Linked DNA regions of Mus musculus: all the other regions are linked to region 7. Evidence: chromatin contacts called from public Hi-C and HiChIP or PLAC-seq data. All regions are on one chromosome and are shown on one strand. The core of a region is the stretch at or near the end of the contact, and the rest is flanking DNA. Distances in the headings are between cores, read along the strand shown.

Region 1 (3,425 bases), core at 8-2,507, 600 kb after region 7:
AGGTTAACGAACCACTTCAATAATTAAAAAAAAAAGAAAAAGAAAAATCATCACTTTTATTCTATCCTTAAAAAAATACATCCAATATTAAGCAAGATCTTAAAAGATACATATAATTCTAACTGTAGTCCTTTGTTTCCCAGAAGGCAGTTTTCTGAAAGGTGAAAAATGCCAGATTTCTATTCCTAACTCAACATTCACTAAGTCAGAAGTTGATCCTTGCCATAAGATACAGCAGTTCAGTGGGAGTCTAAGCCACCCCAGGCTTTCCCACACTACACCAGTAAGGGTCACACTGGTTCTCTAAGGCCAAGTATTTTCCAGGAAATGTTTGGAATGGCTCTTAAGATGCATCAAATTGTAAACAGTGAAATGAGAACGAAGCCTGCAAGCTCCTACCTGGTTTACACAAGGAGTGCCTGCATCTCAGAGCACACATTAAAACCATCCCGGTAACATAGTTAGCTGTGTTTACTCCCCGGGGTCTCACTGTAGATGACCTCTTTCCTATGCAATTATAGAGTTAGCGCCTAAGCAGTAATGTGACTAAACCACCCAGCAGCCTTAGGCTTATGGATTTCAAAGGCTCCACCTCCAACCCAGTTCAGGAGCAGGGTGTTTCAATGACTCTGAAAGTCATATTAGATCTTCCTAATGTTTATTGACTTCAGAGGTCTTGGCATGACCACCTTGGCTAGGGTATCAACATTTTGAGTGCATAGAAAGCAATCACATGGCCAGATGACTTTTATTTTTAATCATCTATTATCCAACAGCCTTTTCTAGTAAACATATTTCAGAAGCACCTGTTAACTGAAGGACACGGAGGCTTGTTAAAGATTATGGTCCCATCCAAATCTCTTTGGCTTTGTCCTGTTCAAGACCTACCTTTAACCTTGAAGCCCCACCCGCCCCAAGGACTTAGAAAATAACAGCCTCATAGGAAAACCCAGTGGCCTTATGGGTTTGTCCTAATAAGCTCCTGTCTCCGTGTCTCATTTTGTCCTAGCAACACTGGCATTGTAAACATTTACTACCAAATAGGACTTTTGTGTGGGTTCTGGTGGTGCTGAGTCAGTTTCTCATGTTTGCATGGTGAGCAGTTTACCCACTAAGCTGCTTCCCAGTTCCAGATTTAGATATTTGAAACGAATGATTTTAAGAGTTCTTTTCCTGATCTGAAACACTGTCTTGCTCTCAGTATTAGTCATACTCCATTAGCTGAGTCCTTCTCAGCTATGTTGCAATTCTGTACATCCTAGACAATGAGTAACTTCCTTGACAGCCACTGACTTAACACTTGTAGCCTTATCCTCATAGCACTGTAAACTCCTAGCTCTACACATCAATCACCAAGTGCCCCACTCCACCCTAAATCCCTGTTACAAATCTCTAAAGTAATTAAACATTTTCTCAAAGACAGTGCTCCCTTGGGGGTGGAACAGATGGCCCCATGGTTAAAAGTGCTTGCTGCCCAATCCTAAGGACCAGAGTTCAGATCTCAGCACTCATTTAGGACATCTCACCAATGCCTATAGCCCCAGCGCCAAGGGATCTAATACAAATCTGTTTTAGCAATGAAGAGAGGAGCATGAATCCAGCCTCTCCTTCGCTAAGTTTCTCAGATTCTTATGTATAGAGGGTTAGAAGCACTTTTTAAACGTTCATTATCTGACACATGAAAAATATTAAGCCATTATCTACTTTCATTTATGTGTGGATTAATGTTCTTTTAAGTATTCAAGTATAAGAGATTAGACTACAGGTGCAGAACTTAAAAAGATAAAAGCTGGAATCAATTCTCTCTGAGAGTACTTATCTTTGCTTCTTCATGCTTCCTTCTCTATGGCTGTTGCTGAGGCTCTCTTGAGCTGCTCTTCTTGATTCTGTTTGATAAAATGTCACTCACAGTTGAAGACACATCAAAGGTACCAATAAGTCCATCTCCTGCAACTTCTGCTTATGGAAATGATGTATTTAGGGCTTGGGGATAGATTACATTACCAGTGAAAGACCCTATCTCAAAAGGAAAAGAAAAGTAGATGGCTCCTGAGAAGGAAAACCTGAGGTTGTCTTTTAGCAAGTACACACATACACACACACACACACACACACACACACACACACACTGATGGACTTATGTCTTTAGACTTAGGGGTGTTTTCTCTTCCCTAAGAGTCAGCTTGGTTAAGGTCAGAGTCAGCACTTCCACCAACTGCTCTCCTCATCTTCACACAGAGGAAGCACAATGACTCTGGTTCCTATTCCATGCATGCGTGGGCTAGGATTGTTTCTTGACCTCTTGTGTGATGGAGGCTCCCTCCTATAGGGCTCCCTAGTCTTTGCTATTCAGCCATGCTCCTTGATCCTCCCACTGAGCTGGACCCCTGTTACTTTTGCTCACTCTGCCTTAACATATCTATTGGGAGACTATCTTCTTTTTTTACAAAGCCATTTCCTCTGAGAAGCTTTGTGGGGCAATTCCACTTTCTCAAATCCAGATGAATTCAGACTTCCCTATCCCATAGCTTCCTGAATATCTTTTTTCAAACACCCCATGTCCCATTGCTAGACCATCTGTCATGGTGTCTACAGTGTGGGGTGATAGCCCTCCAAGAACTGTTCAGTGGATTATCACAATATTCCTAATCTCTACCTCAAGTTAGCTCACCAGGAATTCATTCCAGGCATGTGCAGCCAGTGGACAGAAAATTCTCCCAGGATATCCTGCAGAGATTTATTTAGTACCTGTCTCCTCCCCTAGACTTTACTGCCTCTGATATCAGGGACAAGGTGCTGTAATTACGTCAATTTGTACAGTAGTTTATTGGTGCCTGGCAGGTGTTCCCTCAATAAAGGTTGATGAATGCATCTACCCAGCTGTTTTGCTACATCTCTGTTTCCTGGCAACTCATGAGTTTGTATAACAAGTATCGTTCTCGCTGCTGCATAGTCTCAGTGTCCAGACCAGTGCACGGTGATCACTTACTGCTTATGAATTCATATATATCACCACTGTCATTGTCTCCAGTACTTCTTGAATGTGCTAGGACATGTGACAGTCACTTCTCAGGAATTATTTACTATAACCACCTTTAGGAGACATGGGTTACAGCCACTTTTAAGGCAAGGCAACTGAGATTTTGAGAATTTAAATTCTCTCTTTGTTCACACATTACCTGTCAGTGGAATGAGTACTCAGCCACATATGGGACATATATACCATCACCAACCTCAGGGATTATCAAGAAACAGGGAAAAGAGTCTAAGAGCTTCAGTTGTGGAACACAAATCAAAACTCTGTCTTCTGACTTGGCAAGTACTTAGCAACTCTTGTTTCCTGCTTAAGATCTGCACAAGATCAAGTCAGTCAATATGCTAGCTAGACCCCTGACTGAGGAGTGATAGACATCTGATGGCTTCTG
Region 2 (3,592 bases), core at 170-2,669, 660 kb after region 7:
CGAGGAATTACAGTGAGCTTCCTTTCTGTTCTTTACTTTTCTAAATTTGATTTAATTAAGCCAAACTTAGACTACTATACAGCATATGTGGAAGAAAAATCTAAAACAATTGCAATTGAAGGAGGGCAGATAAAGTGAGTTAACTGTGTATACTAGTAGATTTGGAAAAATTATGTATATGCAGTATAATATCTAGTATACACATGAATTAGAGATCCAAAAATATTATACATAAATCTTTCCTGCAGTATGATATGGTATGACTGTAAAGGGGTAACCAACTACTTACTGATTAAAATCATGATCTAATTCACAGGAGGGATTCCATGCCTTTTACTGTAAACCTAGTCAAACCCCCATGATATGAGGAGGTTGTAGGCCCTAGGATGGGGATACTATTTTTATTTGGTAAACTGTATCTTTGTCAAACTGCTTTCTAAATATTTATGGTATATCTTGGTCAGAGAAGCTTCTTTTTAGATTTTACAGACACCCACAGGATAATGAGAGAGAGAATGGTATAAAGAAGTCCGCACACACCAAAACTACAAAGCAATGAAGCTCACCCAATACGATGAAGAAAATAATAATAATCCTTACCAAAATTTAATTTGGGTTCACCAACCCAAGAGCCAAGGTCATAAAGGACAGCACAATGGGCACCTGCATTGAACAAATCCTTGTGAGCCTCTATGTGATGTTACAAATAGAATACTGGAGCAAAGTGAATACAATGTCTAAGGCCATATTTCAGCTTTCATGGTCTTCTACATACAGTCTAGTGGGAACCTGGCATGACTAAATGTAAGCACTAAATCAGAGAAATCCTGGAGGATACCTTGTGGAAAAAAGGGAACTAGCCCTACCTTAATTTGAGTCTTCTTTCTCCCTTATTTTCCAAGGCATATTGTGTATCATTTTATACCTTCAATTTTAACAAATTGAGAAATAGGCATCAATTGTATTAACTATGAGGAAATTTGACACCTTGAGCATCTGAAATGGCATCATGGAAGAGAAACATCAGCTGTTTATCACACTCCAACTGATAAATTCACCATGCACCCCCTCACCAGAGATTCTCTATGCATAGAACAAGAATTAGATTTGTGAGAGTAGATTTTGAACTGGGTAGATGTTTTTCTGCAGAGATAATCACTACAAACATTCTCTGTGAAAGTCATTTTCCACTTTATTTCCTGCGCCTTGCTTGGCCAAAAAAACAAATCTCACCAAAGAACCCTCTGTAGTGGCATCTGTGTGCAATCTGCTGCTGACTCTTTTTTGGTGTCAGCAGCCCACTCAGAATTCATGGGCTCCTCGCAGAGTCACAGGGGAATTCTGCAATAACTGGCATCTCAGGCACATTCCTTTCCAGCTCAACTGTAAACTCAAACCTTTTCTTAAGCAAGCAACTTGCCAAGCTCTCTTATTTCCTCTAGCAGGACCCAGCGTAAGTCCCAGCTCTGATGAGCAGTGTAGTCATGAGCAAGTTTCCTCAACTCACTGAGCACAGATTTTTTTTTTATACATATCATAAGAATGCCTCAGAGTTTGTGGAAATTTCAAAGATAGAGCACTGTCAAAACACCAAGCAGCAGTAGGTGCTCAACAAATGTCTTCAAGAAAATGAACCAAGATGCTTCATTCCATATAATGAGCCATCTCAATGCTCATAAAGCAATCACCATCCCTACGTGTTCACAACTTTGTACATTGGGATTTCTGGTAGACCTCATAGAAATAGTTCATCTTTTCTCTGTCACAACAGAGCATGGACTGGAGAGACTCAAATATGCAGGTGACTAAAGAGATGATCATGGGTCTTGAGTCCAGGTCCTCATTGTATCCTTCAGCTGGGCTTTTTTGATTCTTTTCTGCATTGTTTTTGGAAGGCCTGATATTTACTATTTACTCACATGTCGGGAGTCATGAGTAGAATGAGTAGAATATCTCAGAGAAGCCAGGACATCTGCCTTTCTTCACCCAGTTTCTAGGCTTTTTCACAGCATGTTCTCCATGGTCAGGCTTCTGATACCATGCTTCGTTTTCAACAGAGTAGCTCTTTCCAAAAGGCCTGGCTGTAAGTTGCCAGACTTCTTTTGGTTTGGCCTCAGAATCTCATAAATAGCTCTTGGCCATGCACGTTACCAGGACCAGCAAAGTTGAAGTAAAGAAAGTTGATGCCACTCATGACTCAGCAAAGCATCCATCTGTCATCTTTCCATACTTTCTTCATTCCAGTATCAATATGCTTTCAGGTTAGGTCTTCCTGGCCAAACTGTTTTCTGAGTAGCTTTATCCTTTGGCCTTTATTCTAAATTCTTAAATTAATTGCAAATTTTACATGACACGTTACTCTGAGGTTTTTGCTATGTAATATTATGATATTTTCGTCATGCTATGTTTGGTTTGGTTTATTTTGGTTCAATTAAGTTACATTTGGATTGAGATAGCTTCTCCCTCTATAGCTCAGACTGACCTGGAACTCATGATGTTGCCCAGGCTTAACTAAAACACTGAAATCTTGTCTCAGCCACCCAAGTACTAAGATGACAAACAAAAACCACCACCCAGGATTCTGGCTCTTCCTTATATCATTGGCATAAACGGCATAACCATAAAGTATCAACTTGTAGGGATAATCTTTTGGGCACTGTGTAAAAACATCACCTGTCAATACAAAGTGGATGGCCTATTAGCAAAAGGCAAAAAGTGGAAAGTTGGAGTTCCAGTAGATATAGGATCCTGGAAAGGAATCAGGGATGGAAAGATTTACCATCCGGAGTTGAAGGAAGTTGGACATATGAAACTGAGGAAGAGTAACCAGCCATGTAGCAGACATAGAATAGTATAAACAGCTTTAATGAATTACAAGCTAATGAGCTAGTCAGGGAACAAGCCTAGCTTAAATCTTAAAGCCACAATTAATAAATAATAAGCCTTGAGTCATTATTTGGGATCTGCAATGTAGGTAGAAAAGCATATCAACTGGCAATAAAATGAAGCACAGCAGAAATGCTGGCTCAGCAAAGACAGTTTGCTCCCCAGGAAAGCTAGGACCCTGGATCAGTATAGAAGTAACAAAGAGGTTATGTCTCCCAACACAGGCCCAAACAATCAACTTCCATCAGAGCCTGGATAAGGGTACTAATTGACTAATCCCTGAATGTTCCTAATGTCTATCATTTGTGCCTCTTCCCTCATTCCTGGGCCCTTGAGTACCACAGTAAAATCTGGCTTCCTTCATGAACAGGTCCCAAGGTCTCTTCAGGAAACACTTGCCTAGATTTATTATGTCCCTTCCACACTCCTTTTATTTTCCCCCCAAACATTAATTAGTAAAATGATAATTACTGAGTTCCAACTATAACGTAAACTCAGTTTTAGGCACTAAGGTATCAATCAATGATATATGAAATCTTTGCCCTTGTAAAATGCTAACTCTAATGAAATGATACTAGGCAGCATAATAATGAGATTCTTGGGAAAACAATGGAAGGTCAGCCAAGATTAGTCATAATGTAGGTGTACCAACCCAAAGTCTGAGGAAAGACTTTTTAAAAATATACGGGAACTAAAGGACTGGGAG
Region 3 (3,435 bases), core at 274-2,773, 600 kb before region 7:
CATATTCTGCACATTGCTAGCATCTTTAAATACAAATTTTAAAACAATATAGTTTAAATAGCATTTAAAGTGAGACCTATAGCCTCAAGGGGGACTAAATTCATTAGATTCTAATATTTTCATCCCATCTAATGAAGGGTTGACACTTCTTCATTAAATTTAGATTAGACTCTGAAACAAATGATCCTGATTTATAAATATATGTTTTTTATTTGACAACATTATACATTTTATTGTTTAAATCAAGTGTTGTTTTAAATTGCATGTTTGTTTTAGGTGATCCATAATTCCTACAGTCATCCTAGTGTATCAAGGACTTCTACTGCTAAAACAGTAATTATTGCAAACATTGTAAATCACAGTACTGGGGGACAAAAATATTTTAGAACTGTCTTCTTGCATTGGCATTTTCTTGTGTGTGTGATCTTACTTGTATTCTAATTTTACAGCAAATTAAATAACCGTACATAATATTTTAAAAGTGGAAAGTATAATTCTGCCTGTGACAGAAAAAAGATTCTAGAAATAATAGAAATATTAATTGTATTGGACCAATGAGAACCACAGAGGATTAAAAAGAAGAACATAAAGACAAATATCATCTCAGAACTGTCTTATTCGCATTGTTTGTAGCATCACTAAGCTCAGTATAACTCTGCAACTATTAGATATATATTTCTTGAATGAATGTCTTTTGAATAAAAGGATGATTATGAAGATTTTCTCAATTTACCAAATCTCTTGAAAGTCAGAGAAAACATTTCTATTTTCACTGTACACGATGAAGCAAGATAAATATAAGTGTCATTTGTATGCAGTGATGCACTTTTAAAACGTGGGAGGCAGAGTGATGGAGTGGGGAAAAAAATAGATGTTTTCTCTCAGTAGCACTTTGAATGATAACTTGTAGATCTTCTCAAAGTTGGGATAGGGATTCTCCTGCTTAATATAGACTTTGGTACATGGTAGGTGTTCAACAGAGGTAGTCCTATACTATTAATTGTGAAGACTTGTTCTATTAGTACCCTAAACTTCTTAGGAATTTTTAAAGATTCTTAAGAATCTTTTATTTGTTTTATAAAGATTTCTGAATTTGGAAAGTAGTATAAGTGTGCAGTTTTGATTGTCATGTGATATATTTATAGCAGAGTGTCGTGACAAAGTATCCATTCAAAAGAGACAATTCTGATTTTGTAATACAGATCATTGTGTCTGTCCTTAACGTGGGATAGAACAGACACGGTGAAAAGTGTGTGGTGCATTGACAAGTTTGCCCAATGTGTCAAGTAGTGGGATTTGTTAGAAACCAGCAACAATCACAAAAGGCCACCATCCTCTTGACCCCACCAAGGGGAATCTAGAGCCCAGGTCTTTTCTATGTGTAAGTAGCCCAGCCTGGCCGAAGCCCCACCCCCAGAATAGTCCTCCAATCGGCTGCGCCGCGCCAGCCCGGCCCTCGCGTACCACGTGACTCAACCCAGCCCGCTTCCGGCGCGTCGCGGGCGGCTGACGTCCCCGGCCGGCGTCGCGTCAGGGCTGGCCGGCGGCGGTGGTGGCTGCGGAGGCGGCAGCGGCGGCAGCGACGGCGGCTGCGATGGTAGCGGAGCCGGAGTGGGCTTGAGGGCTTCCTCCCGCGTTTCCTCGGGCCGACGCGGCGCCGCGGGCCCGGCTCACTCGGCTCCCGCTCCCTCCCTTGCTGCTGCCCGGGCAGACTCGAACGAGGCCCGCGCTGGCCTCCCTGACGCGCCCCGGCTCGGCCCCGGACGGCCCGGCTGCTGTGCGGAGACGAGGCCGAGTCGGTAAGAGGCGGCGGAGGGGCCTGGAAGCTGCCGGGTCCCCGGGCTGCGCTCGCGCCCGCGTTGCTCTCGGCCGGCGTCCCGCTCCCTGCCATCCGCTGACCCTATTGTCTGCGCGCCGCCGCGCTACCCCCGCCTTCCTTCCCTTGCCGGGCCGGCGGCTGTCAACCTGCAGCTCCCGGGCTCCGGGCCAGCCGCGCCGCGGCCTTTCCTGGCTCCCCTTGACACCCCTGCGAGCCCGCCTCGTCCCCTCTGCTTAGCTTCGCGGTCTTTCCCTCACCGCTCTCTAGCTCTGTGTGTCTGTCTCTTTCCTCTCACTGTCATCTCTGCAAACTTCCACCATCCTTACAACGAACTCTTTTTTACCGCTTTCTGGTCTTTTTTCATTTCTCTTTTTGTTTCCTTCTCCCCTTTCTCGCTCCCTGTTCCACAGTTTCACTTTAAGGGTCTGTCCAATAGATTGTCTTTCGTAAAAGTTCCTAATTCTGCCGCCTCCCTCATTCTCCTGTCTCCTCACAAGAGAATGGAAATCGTCCCTGCCTTTTGAGGTCCTCATTCCTGAGAGTCACGGGGGATTAGATTTACAGGCTGGAAGTTTGATCTTAGGAAATGTTAGCATAACTGGCAAACTGCCTCTTCGGATTCTATTTCTGTACATTGAAGTAACAGCCTTGTATGTTGCACACTTACAAGATTTCTATTTAAAATATTTATGTTTGTTCCCATTACACCTAGTGTGTCCTGGCTATGAATCTTAACCTCACTGATGCCATGTCAGGATATTCTATATCCCCTTAGGCACGACCTTGTAAACTTGATCCCCCATATTTTTGTAACAAGCGTTGATGCTATTTCTTTTCTTCCCTTTTCAGATTAAAAAAAAAAAAAAAAAACAGGAAGGGACATTTGGAATTCTGTTTGCTCTTAAGTTTTACCTGTTTTAAACAGTGGCTAAAACATTATAAGATTTTTCGTTTGTGTGGGGATTTTTCATTTGTGTGGTGTTTATTTTTTTTTTTTTTAAGCTAGAAAGATCCTAGTGAGTAGTAATGTAAGAACATGTTCTAAGCATCTCCCTCCAACAAGAGCAGCGTTAGATTCCTGGTCCCCAACCCGTTGTATTTTGATAAGACCGTGCTTGCCAGTTATTATTTTCATTCCACTATTGATACCTTGAGAATATATGCATTCTCTTCAAATACTCGGTAGTCAAAAAGGCTGCACGTGTGCTAGGCAAGCCAGTGTGGCCAAAAGATCATTAAATACTTAATGTAAATGGGCTATAGTGAAGTATAGTGAAGTAACGACTCCTGCAGGTTTTTTTTTTTTTTTTTTTTTTAATTGTCATTATGGGCACAATGTTGAGTTAATAATAGAAACCTTACCCAGAGTCTGGCATAATTTGATTATGAAATGTGAAATTTAAGAAAAATCACTTGAAGCCGGGCGTGGTGGGGCATGCCTTTAATCCTAGCACTCGGAATCTCAGCACTCGGAATCCCAGCACTCAGGAGGCAGAGGCAGGCGGATTTCTGAGTTTGAGGCCAGCCTGGTCTACAAAGTGAGTTCCAGGACAGCCAGGGCTACACAGAGAAACCCTGCCTCGAAAAAAAAAAGAAAGAAAGAAATAAAGAAAGAA
Region 4 (3,433 bases), core at 495-2,994, 650 kb after region 7:
TTCACTGAGGTGCATTGCTGATTCCCAAATTTGTTGTGTTGGTATAGACATATTGCCCCTCTTTTGATCTACTGGCCTGTTTTTCTTCTGTGTTTTCTTCTGTGTGGTTTACCTCTTCAGGTTGAGAATTTCTTTCTAGCACCTCTGTAGGCATGAATTGGTAGGTAGATACTGCTTAACTTTTATTTCATCATGGAATGTTTTTCTTTCTCTGAAACTGCTGGCTTTTTCACCCTCATCCCAGTTCCTGAAATAATGGTTCTGAGAATTTCTCTTTATGAATAAATGGCTAGGCCATAAGCTAGGGCTTGTTCCCTGACTAGTTTATAACTTAACTATCCATTTAATCTCATCTAAGTCTGCCATAAGCTTAATTACCTCTCCTCAGTTTCATGTAATCATGGTCCTCAGATTTGGGGTGAATCTGTTCCTGCACCTGACTCTATCCCAGAGTTCTTCTCTCCCTACTTGAGTTTGTACCTCCTATTTCCTGCCGTAGCTAATCTGCCATTAGCTTTTATTGATAGGTGATGCTTGCATATAGGACAAAAGAGATTCTCTCTACATTTCATTACATATTGTAACTGAAAGTTTTGCTAGGTATTAAGGCTGGGATGGCATCCGTGATCTCTTTAAGAGTTTCTAGAGCATCTCCTCAGGCCCTTCTGATTTCAGAATCTTCACCAAGAAGTCAGGTGTTATTCTAATGGGATGGATTTCACATGATACTTGGTCGTGTTCCCTTGTAGCATTTAATATTCTTTGACCTGTACTTTTCCTGTTTTGATTACATGTGCTGAGGGAAATTTTCTTGTTCCTTGTCTTTGGTATTCTGCATGCTTTTGGTACCTAGATAGATACCTCTTTCTTTCAGTTAGGGAAAATTTCTTCTACGATTTTATCAAAAATATTTTCCATACCTTATTGTCCAGGATTTCTTCTACTTCCTCTCAATCTATTATTCATAGATTTGAATCTTTTCACAGTGTCCCAGATTTTCTGGATGTTTTCTGCTTGAATTTGTTAAGATTTTACATTTTTTTTAAATTGAGGTATCCATTTTTTCCTATATTTTCTTCAATGGCAGAGATTTGTTCTTCCATTTCTTTTATTCTGTTCTTGAGGCTTACTTCTAAAGTGTTTGTTTGACTTCCTACATCTTTTATTTCCAGTTTTACTCATGTCTGGGTTTTCTTTAGTAATTATATTTCTATGTTCATGACTTGAACTGTTTTCTTCATTTGTTTCCACTGTTGGTTTCTTTTTTGAAGATTTTATTAATAGGTTTCTTCATATCTTTGTAAGGTCTTTAAGGAAAATGGTAATAATAGCCATTTTGAAGTCTTTGTCTTATGCTTCAGTGACATTGTATTTCTCAGGCTTTACTGTAATGCTGTTGAGTTCTGGTCCAAACAAATTTTCTGGTTATTATTGATTGTAGTTTCACACTGGATATGTATAGGCATCTGGGTTTGGACTGATTGTGATTCTAAGTGTTTATACCACATCTTGTCTTTGTTAGGTGGGTGCTCCATTTCTTAGTTCCTACTACCCTGTCTGCTTCTTAAGAGAGTGTGATGACTGTGGGTGACCTGAATGCTTTTGGGTCTCTGCCAGGTGCGTGTGGTGACTGCGGACTCTTGGAAGAATGTGTTTCCAGGAGCTTACGGAAGGAATGAGGATGCCTGAAAGGATTCAAAAGAGGGAGGAAAGTTGGGTTTGTCTGGAGGAACTGTTGAGTTGCCAGGGAATGACAGCAGAGAGTGAAGACATGCCCCTGCATTTAGACTACTACAGGGCAAGGGATAAGTCTAGAGAGCTGGAATTAAGAGCAGGATGGACAGTGGAAATCAGCTATCTGACTCCCTGACAGGCCTGGCCAGCAGATTTCCTGGTAGAGCGGGCCTCACCTGATGGCAGCTGATACAAAGTAATAGAGTAAGGAAGAAAGACTGCTTCCTGAAATGATTCTTGGAGTCCTCAGGAAATGGAGACAGAGGAGAAAGACAGAATCCTCAGGTCTCCTACAGGGCTGAGATTGAGAGTGGGGAACTGGAAATCGAGAACAGGAAAAAGAGTGAAGGTCACCTGATTCCCAGGTGATTCTCAGGCCAGTGTGACTGCTGGGTTGGTTCCCCTGGTTGACTTTTTAAGACCACATATGAACAAACCCAGGAAGAATATTCCTTTATATGTCTGACTTATTTCACTTAATATAATGTTCCCAAGTTCATATTTATACAAGTCTATTATTATACAAAGATGATAGTAGACCAGACTTTATATAGCTTAATAATATCCCATGTTGTATTTGCTCACTCGTCCCTTGATGGGTTTATTCCATCGTAGATATTATAACACTGCAAAAATGAATATGAGCATGTGTGTATTTTTCTTTTGGTAAGTGGTCATTTCCTGTGGATTTGGAAGTAATACATTGTGTGTGCGTGTACATGTGTGTGTGTGTGTATGTGTTTAGAGAGGACTATATTCATCCTTAGAGAATACTGAATCTTTCTCTATTAACATCCATTAATTCCTTATAGCTCTATATAGCTCTATATCTAGCAATGGAAACCTATATGATTTTTCCCATCTACATTGAAATGCACACTGGTGTTGGAATTGTTCAGTTCTTCCTGAGGAAACCACACTATTGAGACTTCATGGGCATAGCTTACCTGTCATAGTCAGAAGACACTATCACATGGCAAACTTCTCTGACCCAATGACTCTAGAATCTTTCTGCCTCTGGCTTCCATAATGTTCCCTGTGCCTTAGGTGTAGGGTTTGTGTTGTTGATATGACTACTGGTGCTGGGCTTTCTATACCAATTGTTCTCTGACTTTTAACCTGGAAAGATCTGTGGAGTCTGCAGGGAATGAATATCATTACAGAAAGGCTGGCCCCTTCAGGTGGTCTGCTACAGGGCTTTCTTTAATGCTCTCTGTCTGTTGCAAAAGAAGCTTCGTCATGAGGAAAGGTGTACTTACTCTGTCTATAAATTGGAAATTTTGCTGTTGGTGTTTTTAAGTTCTTTATCTACTCTAGATCAATATTCTTGTCTCAACAGTTTGCACTTGTCCCCTTCTTTAGTAGAGGTTGTCTCTTTCCCATTGATTGTTTCATTTCTGGGCCAATGCATTCTCACTCCATAGAACTTCATTTGTCTGGTTTTGATTTGTTTTCTACCCATTGGGTCCTCCCCTGCCACTGGTATCCTCTACTTTTTCAAAGTTCAGATCTTAAACTTCTCATTTTAAACATAACACAACACACACACACACACACACACACACACACACACACACAATCAATCAATCAAATGGATCCTGAGAGTTTTATAAGATACTTAGAGGTGAAGATTGAAATGATTTCCCTATGTTCTGTGAAATATTAGCAAGTCTTCATTGTGATCACTAGTCCACACTGG
Region 5 (3,628 bases), core at 773-3,272, 580 kb after region 7:
ACACCATGACAAAGAAGCCAGTTGGGGAGGAAAGGGTTTATTCAGTTTATGCTTGCACATTGCTGTTCATTGCCAAAGGAAGTCAGGACAAGACACTGAAGGAACTTGGAGGCAGGAGTTGATGCAAAGGCCATGAAGAGGTGCTGTTTACTGGATTGCTTCTTCTAGCTTACTCAGCTTGCTTTCTTATAGAACCCAGGACTACCAGCCCAAGGATGGCACCACTCATAATGGGTTGGGCCCTCCCCCTTTGATCACTAATTGAGAAAATGCCTTACAGATGGATCTCGTGGAGGCATTTCCTCAAGGGAGGCTCCTTTCTCTGTGATAACTCCAGCTTGTGTCAAGTTGACACACAAAACCTGCCAGCACAATGCCCTAACCATCTTTCAAAACATGAGCTAATGCATTTCTTTTCTGGAATATTTCTCTGACTAAAGAAAGCTTAACTAAATACTTTCTCTGAATCTGTCTGCTACTTTCTTTATAGTACCTCCTATAGTTTCTCTCTCTCTCTCTCTCTCTCTCTCTCTCTCTCTCTCTCTCTCTCTCTCTCTTTCTCCCTCTCTGTCTCTCTCTTTTTGTCTCTCTCTGTCTCTTTATCTCTCTGTCTCTTTTTTCTGTGTCTCCGTCTCTGTCTCTCTCTCTCTCTCTCTGGTGTGTGTGTGTGTGTGTGTGTGTGTGTTTGTATGTGTGTTTTGAATTGTTTATATTTGCTTCTCTTCCTTTCTTAAAAACTTAGGTTCTTTAAGCAGAGGTACTGTATCACTCATGATAGAAACCTACTAACTGTCTCACACAATGAATTAATAAATGCAGCTAATTTAATCTGAACAAAAACTTAAAAATACACTCATTCCAGATAGGGGAAGGTTCTCCCTGAGTTTACCATAGAGGCTGTCAAAAGCTTCCTATAGCACAATATGAATGGACAGGTTCCTACTGAAGGTCTATTGATCTTACAAGGAAATGGTGATGCATTTGGGGTGGGGTGCAGAGGTACTTTTATCTAGGCTGTAGATCATTATAATGGGGAGAATAGTGAAAGCAATTTTGCATGGAAACAATCTCCAGCTGCCTGTAACTTTGGTTCAGCAAATGTCACCGTGCAACTATTTACTACAGTATTTATTACTCTGTCATTAGCTCATAAATAATACCAACCTAGCAACCAAGGGACGATGCCATGCAACAGCGACCGTGATAAGAATTTAAGAAGGCAAAGAAGCCTATGTTCACATCTAAGGAGGAGGCGTAGAGGGTAAACTCTAGCAATTACCAAGACTCATAACTTTCCCTATAAAAACAATCTGAGCAAAACTGAAAGGGTGCTTAGAGTAGCATTCCTCACTAGAACACCCTCATAAAACCACAGAACCCACTGGATATAGCTATATCTGTCATCGGCCTGGGGCAAATAAACCTCAAATTGGTGGGGATGATGTCAAAAGGAATCCTTTTTGGTTGTCATATTCACATTGAAATTCTGATTCTGAGTACTGAAGGAGAGCTGGGAGCCAACTGGTTTGTTAGTTGTGTTTTTCTAAGTGAGAGCTGAGAGATGTAAAGAAACTTGGGACAAAGCCCTCTAATCTTCTGCTCCATTTTTGTTGTGGTTCGGTTTGCTTTGGTCCTATCTTTTAATGGCCTGGAATGTTTTATTGGGCCTCACAGCATCAAGCTTACATCTTGCAAAATATTGCTTCCCTACTTTACCATTAGATAAATAATTTCTAGAAGCTTTCACCAAGATTCTTGGCAGGAGGGGTGTTTGTTTGGTTGATTGGATTTGGGTTTGGGTTTGTTTGTTTGTATTTCCCTTCAGGCCTTCTGACCACTCACTTTTTGTTAATCACTCTGGGCCTCCTGCTCTCATCCCCAGTTTGAATGCTGGAATGATCCATGAAATGAGATCACTCATAAAAGAAGCGAAATCTCTTTCATCTTCAAATCTCCTGGGCTCGGCACTGACGCTTCTTGTGTAGAACTCAGAACATTTGGAATCAATGTGAGCAGATGGGTGGAGGCTGTATTTTCAGCTTCGTGAGTCACTGCAGAAATGAGCCCAAGGATTTCATTTCAGCCTTCCATGGTGTTGGCTCCAGGGACCATTCAACTACTGCTAGTACTTGCAAGTTGGATAACCAGCCCTTGAACCTCCCTGCATCTTAATATCTCTTATTGCAACATGAGTTTATAATAGCTCCCTCATTGTCTTCATGTTAAGATTAGGCCAAAGTGTTTAACCCAAAACTTGTCCTGCCTCTAAGATCTGCAAGGATAAAGATGGAGCCGAGACTGAGAGAACAGTCAACCATTGACTGGCCCAACATAAGAGCTGTCCCACGTGAGAGAGATAACTCCTGATACTATTAATGATACTCTGCTTTTCTTGCAGGAACCCAGCATAACTGTCTCCTGAGTATCTTCATGGATCAGTGGATATAACAGATGCAGAGACCCATGGCTAACCTCAGAGAGTCTTGTGTACAAGTGGGAGAGAGGACAGAGCAACCCAGTGAGATCATGGACACCACTAGAAGACCTATGATGTCAACTAACATGGGCCCAAAGAGGCTCACAGAGACTGAACCACTAATCAAAGAGCATGCAAGGGCTGGGTCTAGGCTTCTCCCTACATTTGCAGAAGATATATCGATTGGTCTTCATGTGAGCGAGTCCCCTAACAGTTGGAGCAGGGGACTGTGTCTAAATCTGTTGCCTGCCACTGGATCACCTTCCCCTACCCGGACTCCTGGTTGGGTCTCAGTGGGCAAGGAGGTGCTTTGTGCTGCTGGGACTAGAAGACCCAGGGTAGGGTGGTACCCAAGGAGGGCTTTTAGGGGGAGGGATTTGATAGGACTGGGATTGGAGGAGAGGAAGGTGACTGGGGGAAGCAATGTGAACAATTTAAATCATGAAAAAAAAAAAGAATAACTTTAATGCAATGAGTGGTTCTCAACCTTCCTGATGCTGCAAGACTTTTTTACAGTTCATCATATTGTGGTGGCCTCAGTCCATAAAGTTATTTTTCGTTACTACTTTGTAATTGTAATTTTGCTACCGTTTGGGATCGTAATATGAATACTTTTAGAGATAGAAGTTCACCATAGGGGTCTCGGCCCACAGGATGAGAACTGTTACTTTAAACTACACCCACACTTCCAGGAAAAATATGATGACCTCCAGAGTGGCACCTTCAAAGCCACTCCACTGAAGTTTTCTTTTCCCAAATTATGTCCATACCTTTCCTTTGTTAATTACTTTTCTTCCAAGCCCTTAAACCATTACTATTCAGAAATATTGCCAACGAGATATCTGTGTCACAGTTGTGACCAGCCACTTCCACCCAATGTGCAGTGCAGATCCATGGATAAGCAGTCTCAAATTCATTATCTGGCAGAGCAGGAAATAAGAACAAAGCTTGGCCCTTAACCTTGTTTTGGTAGATTTTAGAGACAAGTTAAGAAACGATTCAAAATCAGCTCCCGAAGGCACAGAGGTTGGAAGGGGGAGGTTTTCTTGAACCTTTACAAGAAACACACAAGTTTTCTTGCCACATTCAATCTTGACCTTACCCCTACCTCTGATGAAATGCTTTTTCCTACTGTAAGTGCAAGAAAGAGAA
Region 6 (3,318 bases), core at 302-2,801, 750 kb after region 7:
AGGGCTGCAGGTATCACTTATATGAATGAGGCCCTGGTGGGTCACCTGATGAACTGGATGATAAAGATGCTTTATATTGCAAGTCCACCATCATCAAGGTCTCTTGGGTCATAAGACAAAAAAGAAACAGAGAAATGACTGTTGTTCAACCCAGAGGCCAGCTGCACTTCCTGCCCCATTCCTCTCCTACAGAGAAGATGCAACGACCATTCTGATAGTAAGGCCTACGGGATAGGGCACCAAGGTGCTACAAAGTTAAACACTTTCAATACTCCTAGAAGTGTTCCACGATGCTAAACTTGCCTAAAGTACCTGCTCCCTGATTTGTACTCAGCAAACTTGTCCTTCTTCTCTGACACTCAGTATAAATTACACTCTCTGTAACTTCTGTCCCCTCTCTTCTTCTTTGAGGGATTAGTGACTTCTCTTACCTGAGTTCTCAGAGAATTTTGTTCTTATTAATGTAGCTTCTTGGGGCCCCAGGAGCAATACTGACAACTTGTCTTTGAATTTGGATCCCCAGTATGTGGTGAGTCCTAAAATAATATTTGGGAAAGTTAGAAGGAAAAAAGACAAATGAAGAATTTGTTTGGGACATTGTGAGCTCTTATGATATGTTACAGCACTAGAATTTGCTATCTACATGCACCAGGCGATTTACTCTCATGATCCATTTCACTGCTCTGACAACTAATTCTGTAGGATATTGAACAATTTCTTGTTAATAATGTACTGAGACATTGAGACTATACTGCAAAAAGAAGTCCCCCTAGAAACAAAGTAGAGTCAGATTCAAACCCAGGTCTCCAAACTAGCAAACTTATTTTCTGTTTACTGTACTAGCTTATAGAGTTCCACAAAAAAACATTCTAGCCATATAGAAACCAAAATTTCTTTCCGAACAGCATTTCTGTCACTGGCTGCTTCTGTGACATTTTTTTTTTCTGAAAATGTCACATAAAAGACAAAGTAAGTTGGAATTTTAAATAGCACACCCAAGACAGGCTATGACTCATGTTTTACTGATGTACACACAAATGTCCAACTTGACTGATTAAATCTTTATACCTCTCAAAGGATAAAAAGATGAACCTATTTGTGATTTGAATGATAATGGCTTTCACAGTCACATATAGATGAATGCTTAGTCCCACATAAGTGGAACTATTTGGGAACAATTAGGAAGTGTGGTTGTATTGGAGTAAGTGTGTCACTAGAAGTGGGTGACACTTGAGGTTTGAAAAGCTCAAGCTAAGGGTTCCCCTCCTTATCCCACGCCGCTCTTGTTCCTGCCTATGGATCAGATGTAAAGCTCTTAACTACTGTTTCCTTGCCATGCCAGTCTGTTTCCCATCATGACGGTCACGAACTAACCCTGTAAAACTGTAAGCAAGTTCCAATTAAATACTTTCCTTTATAAGAGTTGCCTTGGTCACAGTATTTCTTCACAGCAACAGGATTCTGATTAGCATACCATTCTTTTGCTCTATCAGGCTTCCGAAAATATTCTGGATGGTGCTCAGTGCTGTAGAAAAGCTGACAAACAGACTTCAGGGAAAAGCTGTAGACTGAGACATTTTCCTAAGGGAATTCTTTTCATATTGGGAGCATCACATGTTCTTTGCTCAGTAGGAGAATTTCTCCAGAACTCAGATCAGCGAAGCACCATGCTGTTTCTTTTGAAACTCGCCCTCCAGAATCAATCACATTTGATATTCTGATTGTTAAGAGTTTCTACCTTGATCGTATAATGCAAAATTGGTAAAGCAAAAGTATTTCTTTACTTCACATTTTTCGGGTAAATTGATACTTGTAAAAGTTTTCATCAAATCTCATTCTAATATATCAATTCTTGGAGTTAAACTCACACAACTCAATATATTTGTGCTACTGAAAGCTCTAAAACACATACATTTAGTTATGCATGGTCATACACTCATGCATCCATATACACATATACATATGAACACAGAACCTAAGTCACAAACTCAAGTGCTAACAAGGATGAAGCCAGCTAGAAAAACAAAATCTGAAAGACTTCAGTTGTGTAGAGAATAAATGGCCTTTGAGTGGGGTCAAGTTCCATGTGGCCTCAGGAATATAACTCCAACCCCTGTCAGAAACTTTGGTCCTGCTCTGTGTCATTAGACAAGTGTTGCTCTGCTCCTTGTGCTTCCAAATTCATGCCAGGTCTAACTTACATTTCATCAATAAGATTCCCCCTCACATTGTGTTGAACTTCATACAATCTGACACAGACGGAAAGAACTTTGCCATAGAATTCCTGGGGTGCCCAAAGCTTTGTAAACATGTTCTGTTAATGAGCTATTATTGGGGAAAAATACCTAAGGTAAAGTTCAGAAAGTTTTCCTTTGTTTCATAATTCATGAAGGTTCCATTCATGTTTCCATGACCTTGTTGCTTTGGGGGTCTATGGGGAGACATGATAGAACACATGGCGGAGACTGCACGTATCTGATAACTCAATAAGAGACAGCTAGGAAGAGGTAGCCGCTATCCACTTTCAGGCATACTTTCAATGATCTAAGGAAGATCTTTTACCTCGTGAGGCTTGTACTACCTCCCAATACTGTCAAACTGGGGACTAGGTCTTTAAAAGACTTTCTAGAAGCAAATTTTGGCATCAAGTATTCAAATCAGAGATACAAAGAGCATGGCAAGTTCCAAAACATTAGCTACATTCATAAACACTAATCTCATTCTCTAACAGCTCAGTATTAACTGCTCTGTTAATGAGCTATCTTTGGGGAAAAAATACCTAAGGAAAAACTCTGAAAGTTTTCCTGTGTTTGATAATTCATGAAGGTTCAGTTCATGGTTCCATGACCTTATGGCTTTGGGGGTCTATGGGGAGGCTTGATAGAACACATGGCAGTATCCATTTCTCCATTGTGTAAATTGAGGATTGGGCAAAACCCTATCATAAGACACATAATTTTTGTTAACAAAATATTTGCTGTGAGATTTTGAAAATGCAGTTGCATCTCAATTGTCTGGGCACACTATTATCTGAGCAGACCAAACTGTATCACAGATCCACATCTCCTCTCAAAGCCCGGGCTTTTCTAAGTAATTGCCAATGTTCTTTTAATTTGGGATGCTCAATTGATCCCTTATCTTCTAGAAGTATTCTCTTTTATACACCCTTAAAAATATATACATTATAGTAGTTTTGCAGTAATTGTATGCTCACTTTCCAAGACTTCTCTTCCTTTGGAATTTTTCTAGCACTTCCATTTCTTGGTAATTCCCATGTCTCTTTTAGCCTCCTTAGTAATGGAATAGCCTAGATTTCTA
Region 7 (3,117 bases), core at 309-2,808:
GCTTTTGGGCGCGCACATGTCTCTCATGGAGCGCGCCACCAATTCCTGCTGGAGGAAGAAGCTGGCTAGGACCCTTGTGCAAAAGGCTGGAGAAACTCCAGGTTCCAGCAGATGGATGGAGGTTCGGGCACCTTTTCTGAGACTCCACGGTGAAGCAAGGCGAAGGGCCCCACGCTTTACCTGTACTACGAGGCAGGCACCGGGAGACTTAATCCCCTTCTCGAGTTCAGCCGCGCTGCCTCCCGCAAGGTCACACTCAAACACCCACGCGTAGAAAAACGAGGGCTGAAAGTTGCTTGCGCAAAGGTCCGAATCCCGAGCTAATAGTACTCCAACCAAGTCGCTTTGTCCGGTGTCACCATTGCCCACCCCGTGCACATATCAAAGCAGCAGACCATGCCCTGCGCAGGTCACACTACAGAGATGCAGACTTTGCTAACTTTTGTCCCATTATTTCTTGGCAGCTGCGGCGCCTAACGGGTTTGGAGCAGATTCCAAGTTTAGACTTTCCACCGCCACGCTCACTTTGACCACCCTCATCTACCCACTTTCTGACACACCGCTTTTTGCTGTGCTGTCCTAAGCTCCAACTTCTCCCCGAGATCCGAAACGGGGCGGTATTAGAGGTGTCCCGGGGACCAACAGCCTCCTCCCGGGTCCGCGCCTGCCCACAGCTGATCGGGAGACTCCATCCGGACACTGTCCAGACCTCTGGTCTGGAAAACCAACGCTTTCCAAGCGTCCCCAGTGTCCCAGCCCGAGACCTCCGCTTCTCTAGAGAGTGGGGACAATCTGCGCCTGATGGAGTCTCCTACCCGCGGCCCGGGCGGGGATCCACTGCGGTGCTGGGCGCAATGTCACCACGGCCGCTCCGGGAGCCACTGCTACAACTGCCATAGGCTCTTCACTGAGCTCCGGCAGGCTCCTCCAGTAAGTGCCAAAGAGCCTGGAGCCCCAGAGCTGGAGTCTCCTCCCTGACCCGCAGGTAGAAGACCACCGTGGCGGAGACAGAGATCTCTCTCCTTGTGTCTCCCTCTTGGCGCCTAGGGTCTTTGGTCCCATTTCTACTGTTACACCTTTCTAGTCCCTTTCCCACCCCTTCTGTGCCCGGGTCGGGACGATCACCTCAGTACTCAGAGAACACAAGCAACATTTCTCCAGCCCCAACTCGCGAGGGGGCGCCGTCCCTGGGGCACCGGGACAGGGACCAGCTGGGTGCGTACTTACCAAAGCCAGAGACACTCCGGACTTTGGGGGCACTGAAGAGGTTCAGAGAGGTATCTAAGGAGATGTGTTCAGGATACTTACCCAGCCAGCTCAAACCTCACGCTCCTTCTCTGCCTCCTCCTCTCTCCTCCCTCCGGTTTAGGGCTCTTTGTCTTTGCAAAGTGTCGAAAGTGTCTGGCATAGTGGGCTCCGCCGGCAGAGGTTAGCGCCGGAGAAAAGGGAGGCGGGGTGAGGATGGGAGCCGCCTCTGGAACACCTTCCCCCGGGTGTAACGGGAGTGAGAGGCGGGGCGTCCGGGGAGGAGTCGCTTTCGCCCGCCCGGTCCCAGCCGTGACTCCGGCGCGCCCAGCACGGCTCTTCGGCTCTAGGTTCCTCCCCTTCCTCCGCCCAGCGCCCGCCCCTTGGCGCTCGGGCGCCCCCCTCCGCCCCTCCTGCCGGCCTCAGCTCGGCTTTCCTCTAGCTTGGGGCTTCCTGCAAGCTCAATATAGCTCAGCCAAGCCACGTGGACAGCAGCGGGCTGGGTGGAGGCCGGACCCGTCTGAGAGACGCCGGAGGAGGCAGCGCGGGAACAATATCACTGCCTCAAGAGAGGGATCTGCGGGAACAGCTGGCGAGGCTAGGGAAGAACTCCCGAGAGGCTCGAAGCCCGTGGGGTCAACCCGAGGGACGAGGCGTTGGGCGTGCACCGAGAGGATGTGGCTGGCGGTGCCCAGAAGAGCCCCATTCAGGGTCGCAGTGGAGAGAGAGGGCGATCAGGCAAAGCCACCGCTTTTTCTGAGGGCGTGGGACTCGAGGTGGGATTTAGGTAGGCTTGGGGAGGGGCACCGCGGGGTTAGGGATTGCGGTGTCTGTGCAGCCAGGACTGGGAGCCGCAGAGCAGGTCACTATAAGCATCCACATCCCCGCCCTTCCCGTCTACTCCGCCGAGGGCCTTTCCTTTGCGGATGGATAGACAGCTTCGCAGACCAGCGCTAAGCAAAGGCTGATAGTGGGAATCAGAGTTAGAAAGGTCCCCAAGGCAGCCTGGGGATGGGGATTTGGTTTAGGTTAGGGTAGAAGTTTTTCTGTTTTAATAGGGAAGTGAGGGTACGGAATTTAACGTGTGTGGGTCGTAGATCATAAATGGTGGATTTAAAAGGCATTTCTAAGATCTGGTTTGTCAGTGGGTATCCTCTCACTGGAACTATCTCATCTACAACTTTTCCGTGGAATGTTAAGAGGAAAGACGGTGTGCGCAGGAGTCTCTCCGTTTTCAGTTCTGGAGACTTCTGGGGACAAGCCTTTGCAGTGGGGGAGGCCAGAGCTGCCTGGCTGTTTACTCACTAGAATGAGGCTGTAATGTTGGGGCGAATTTGCGGCACTTCTCCATTACGGTGTGATCTTGGGCTCTTTGGGCCATATCCACTGTTTCCTAGGTTTGTGTTTCCACGTACTCCCTTGCAAAGGGCCCTGGTCCCAGCGTTCGTTTGCTTGGGTTGTTGTACTGAGCAAGTGGATACAGGGCTCTTGAAACTGCCCTTGGCATCTAAGAGCTCACTCAATCCAAGCCAGCTTGTGGAAGGAGGAAGGAGTGGGTTTCAACTCTGCTTCTGGACTGCCTAGATAGGGTTGGTACACTGTGTAAGTTCCGAGGAAGTAGAAGAGAAATTGTTAAAAGGGAAGAAGTGGAGGACAAAGAAACAACAAACTACCAGAAAAGGAAGGAAAAGAACAGAAACCTCTAAGTTATAATTTGTGTGTGCGGGGTAAGGGAGAAGTATTGCCAAGACTCTTCCAGTTAAACCTCACTGGGGTCTGATCTGCCACTGGGCTGTCCCTCACCAGGATATGAGAGGAGGGGGTCTCCAAGGTGTTCTATGACCTGTGCTGAGTAGTTTTCTCTGCTGTTCT

The links. A called contact is a pair of places that touch in the nucleus more often than the background predicts. HiChIP or PLAC-seq counts read pairs in DNA pulled down with a chosen protein or histone mark.
Region 1: a Hi-C map of bone marrow-derived macrophages shows a contact between it and region 7, with 35 read pairs. The contact joins the enhancer-like site here to the promoter of St3gal1 in region 7. A contact is called at or near these places in 1 of 39 promoter capture datasets (neural stem cells), 12 of 484 Hi-C or Micro-C datasets (adipose-derived mesenchymal stem cells, bone marrow-derived macrophages, cerebral cortex and 6 more), 18 of 115 datasets of contacts at active chromatin or transcription factors (the SCID.adh cell line, acute myeloid leukemia, astrocytes and 14 more) and 3 of 9 other capture datasets (embryonic stem cells, liver and macrophages).
Region 2: a contact with region 7 is called in a Hi-C map of cortical neurons, with 2.8 times the contacts expected there. The contact joins the enhancer-like site here to the promoter of St3gal1 in region 7. A contact is called at or near these places in 2 of 39 promoter capture datasets (embryonic stem cells and hippocampal neurons), 6 of 484 Hi-C or Micro-C datasets (cerebral cortex, cortical neurons, uterus and 1 more), 14 of 115 datasets of contacts at active chromatin or transcription factors (the NIH/3T3 cell line, the SCID.adh cell line, astrocytes and 11 more) and 2 of 9 other capture datasets (embryonic stem cells and macrophages).
Region 3: a contact with region 7 is called in an H3K27ac HiChIP or PLAC-seq map of extraembryonic endoderm stem cells, with 5 times the contacts expected there. The contact joins the promoter of Phf20l1 here to the promoter of St3gal1 in region 7. A contact is called at or near these places in 4 of 39 promoter capture datasets (embryonic stem cells, liver and pre-B cells), 6 of 484 Hi-C or Micro-C datasets (B cells, CD8 T cells, embryonic stem cells and 3 more), 5 of 115 datasets of contacts at active chromatin or transcription factors (double positive thymocytes, effector CD8 T cells, extraembryonic endoderm stem cells and 2 more) and 1 of 9 other capture datasets (liver).
Region 4: an H3K4me3 HiChIP or PLAC-seq map of neural progenitor cells shows a contact between it and region 7, with 8 times the contacts expected there. The contact joins the enhancer-like site here to the promoter of St3gal1 in region 7. A contact is called at or near these places in 3 of 39 promoter capture datasets (the C10 cell line, embryonic stem cells and hippocampal neurons), 14 of 115 datasets of contacts at active chromatin or transcription factors (the SCID.adh cell line, astrocytes, bone marrow-derived dendritic cells and 11 more) and 1 of 9 other capture datasets (macrophages).
Region 5: a contact with region 7 is called in a Hi-C map of uterus, with 3 times the contacts expected there. The contact joins the enhancer-like site here to the promoter of St3gal1 in region 7. A contact is called at or near these places in 1 of 15 datasets of contacts at CTCF or cohesin (large pre-B cells), 2 of 484 Hi-C or Micro-C datasets (both in uterus), 14 of 115 datasets of contacts at active chromatin or transcription factors (bone marrow-derived dendritic cells, cardiomyocytes, differentiating embryonic stem cells and 10 more) and 1 of 9 other capture datasets (macrophages).
Region 6: a contact with region 7 is called in a Hi-C map of cortical neurons, with 3 times the contacts expected there. The contact joins the enhancer-like site here to the promoter of St3gal1 in region 7. A contact is called at or near these places in 1 of 39 promoter capture datasets (the C10 cell line), 2 of 484 Hi-C or Micro-C datasets (both in cortical neurons), 15 of 115 datasets of contacts at active chromatin or transcription factors (the NIH/3T3 cell line, the SCID.adh cell line, VIP interneurons and 12 more) and 1 of 9 other capture datasets (macrophages).

The regions. Positions count from the first base shown.
Region 1 is chr15:67,779,879-67,783,303 of GRCm38.p6, forward strand. No RefSeq gene overlaps it. Among named protein-coding and RNA genes, the nearest start is that of Zfat, 480 kb to the right of the region's middle. Within about 2 kb of position 1,258, at least 62 of the 459 cell types and tissues checked have an H3K27ac peak or open chromatin away from gene starts, as enhancers often do. A contact at or near this core is called in adipose-derived mesenchymal stem cells, bone marrow-derived dendritic cells, bone marrow-derived macrophages and 2 more, where this site is marked.
Region 2 is chr15:67,839,567-67,843,158 of GRCm38.p6, forward strand. No RefSeq gene overlaps it. Among named protein-coding and RNA genes, the nearest start is that of Zfat, 420 kb to the right of the region's middle. Within about 2 kb of position 1,420, at least 13 of the 459 cell types and tissues checked have an H3K27ac peak or open chromatin away from gene starts, as enhancers often do. A contact at or near this core is called in cortical neurons and ventral hippocampal neurons, where this site is marked.
Region 3 is chr15:66,576,049-66,579,483 of GRCm38.p6, forward strand. It overlaps Phf20l1 (PHD finger protein 20-like 1), which reads left to right and starts at 1,524. Exons shown (of 21, transcript NM_001081409.1): 1 at 1,524-1,799.
Region 4 is chr15:67,821,812-67,825,244 of GRCm38.p6, forward strand. No RefSeq gene overlaps it. Among named protein-coding and RNA genes, the nearest start is that of Zfat, 440 kb to the right of the region's middle. Within about 2 kb of position 1,745, at least 10 of the 459 cell types and tissues checked have an H3K27ac peak or open chromatin away from gene starts, as enhancers often do. A contact at or near this core is called in neural progenitor cells, where this site is marked.
Region 5 is chr15:67,757,394-67,761,021 of GRCm38.p6, forward strand. No RefSeq gene overlaps it. Among named protein-coding and RNA genes, the nearest start is that of Zfat, 500 kb to the right of the region's middle. Within about 2 kb of position 2,023, at least 12 of the 459 cell types and tissues checked have an H3K27ac peak or open chromatin away from gene starts, as enhancers often do. A contact at or near this core is called in uterus, where this site is marked.
Region 6 is chr15:67,926,315-67,929,632 of GRCm38.p6, forward strand. No RefSeq gene overlaps it. Among named protein-coding and RNA genes, the nearest start is that of Zfat, 330 kb to the right of the region's middle. Within about 2 kb of position 1,552, at least 8 of the 459 cell types and tissues checked have an H3K27ac peak or open chromatin away from gene starts, as enhancers often do. A contact at or near this core is called in cortical neurons and neural progenitor cells, where this site is marked.
Region 7 is chr15:67,175,324-67,178,440 of GRCm38.p6, forward strand. It overlaps St3gal1 (ST3 beta-galactoside alpha-2,3-sialyltransferase 1), which reads right to left and starts at 1,559. Exons shown (of 9, transcript NM_009177.4): 1 at 1,309-1,559.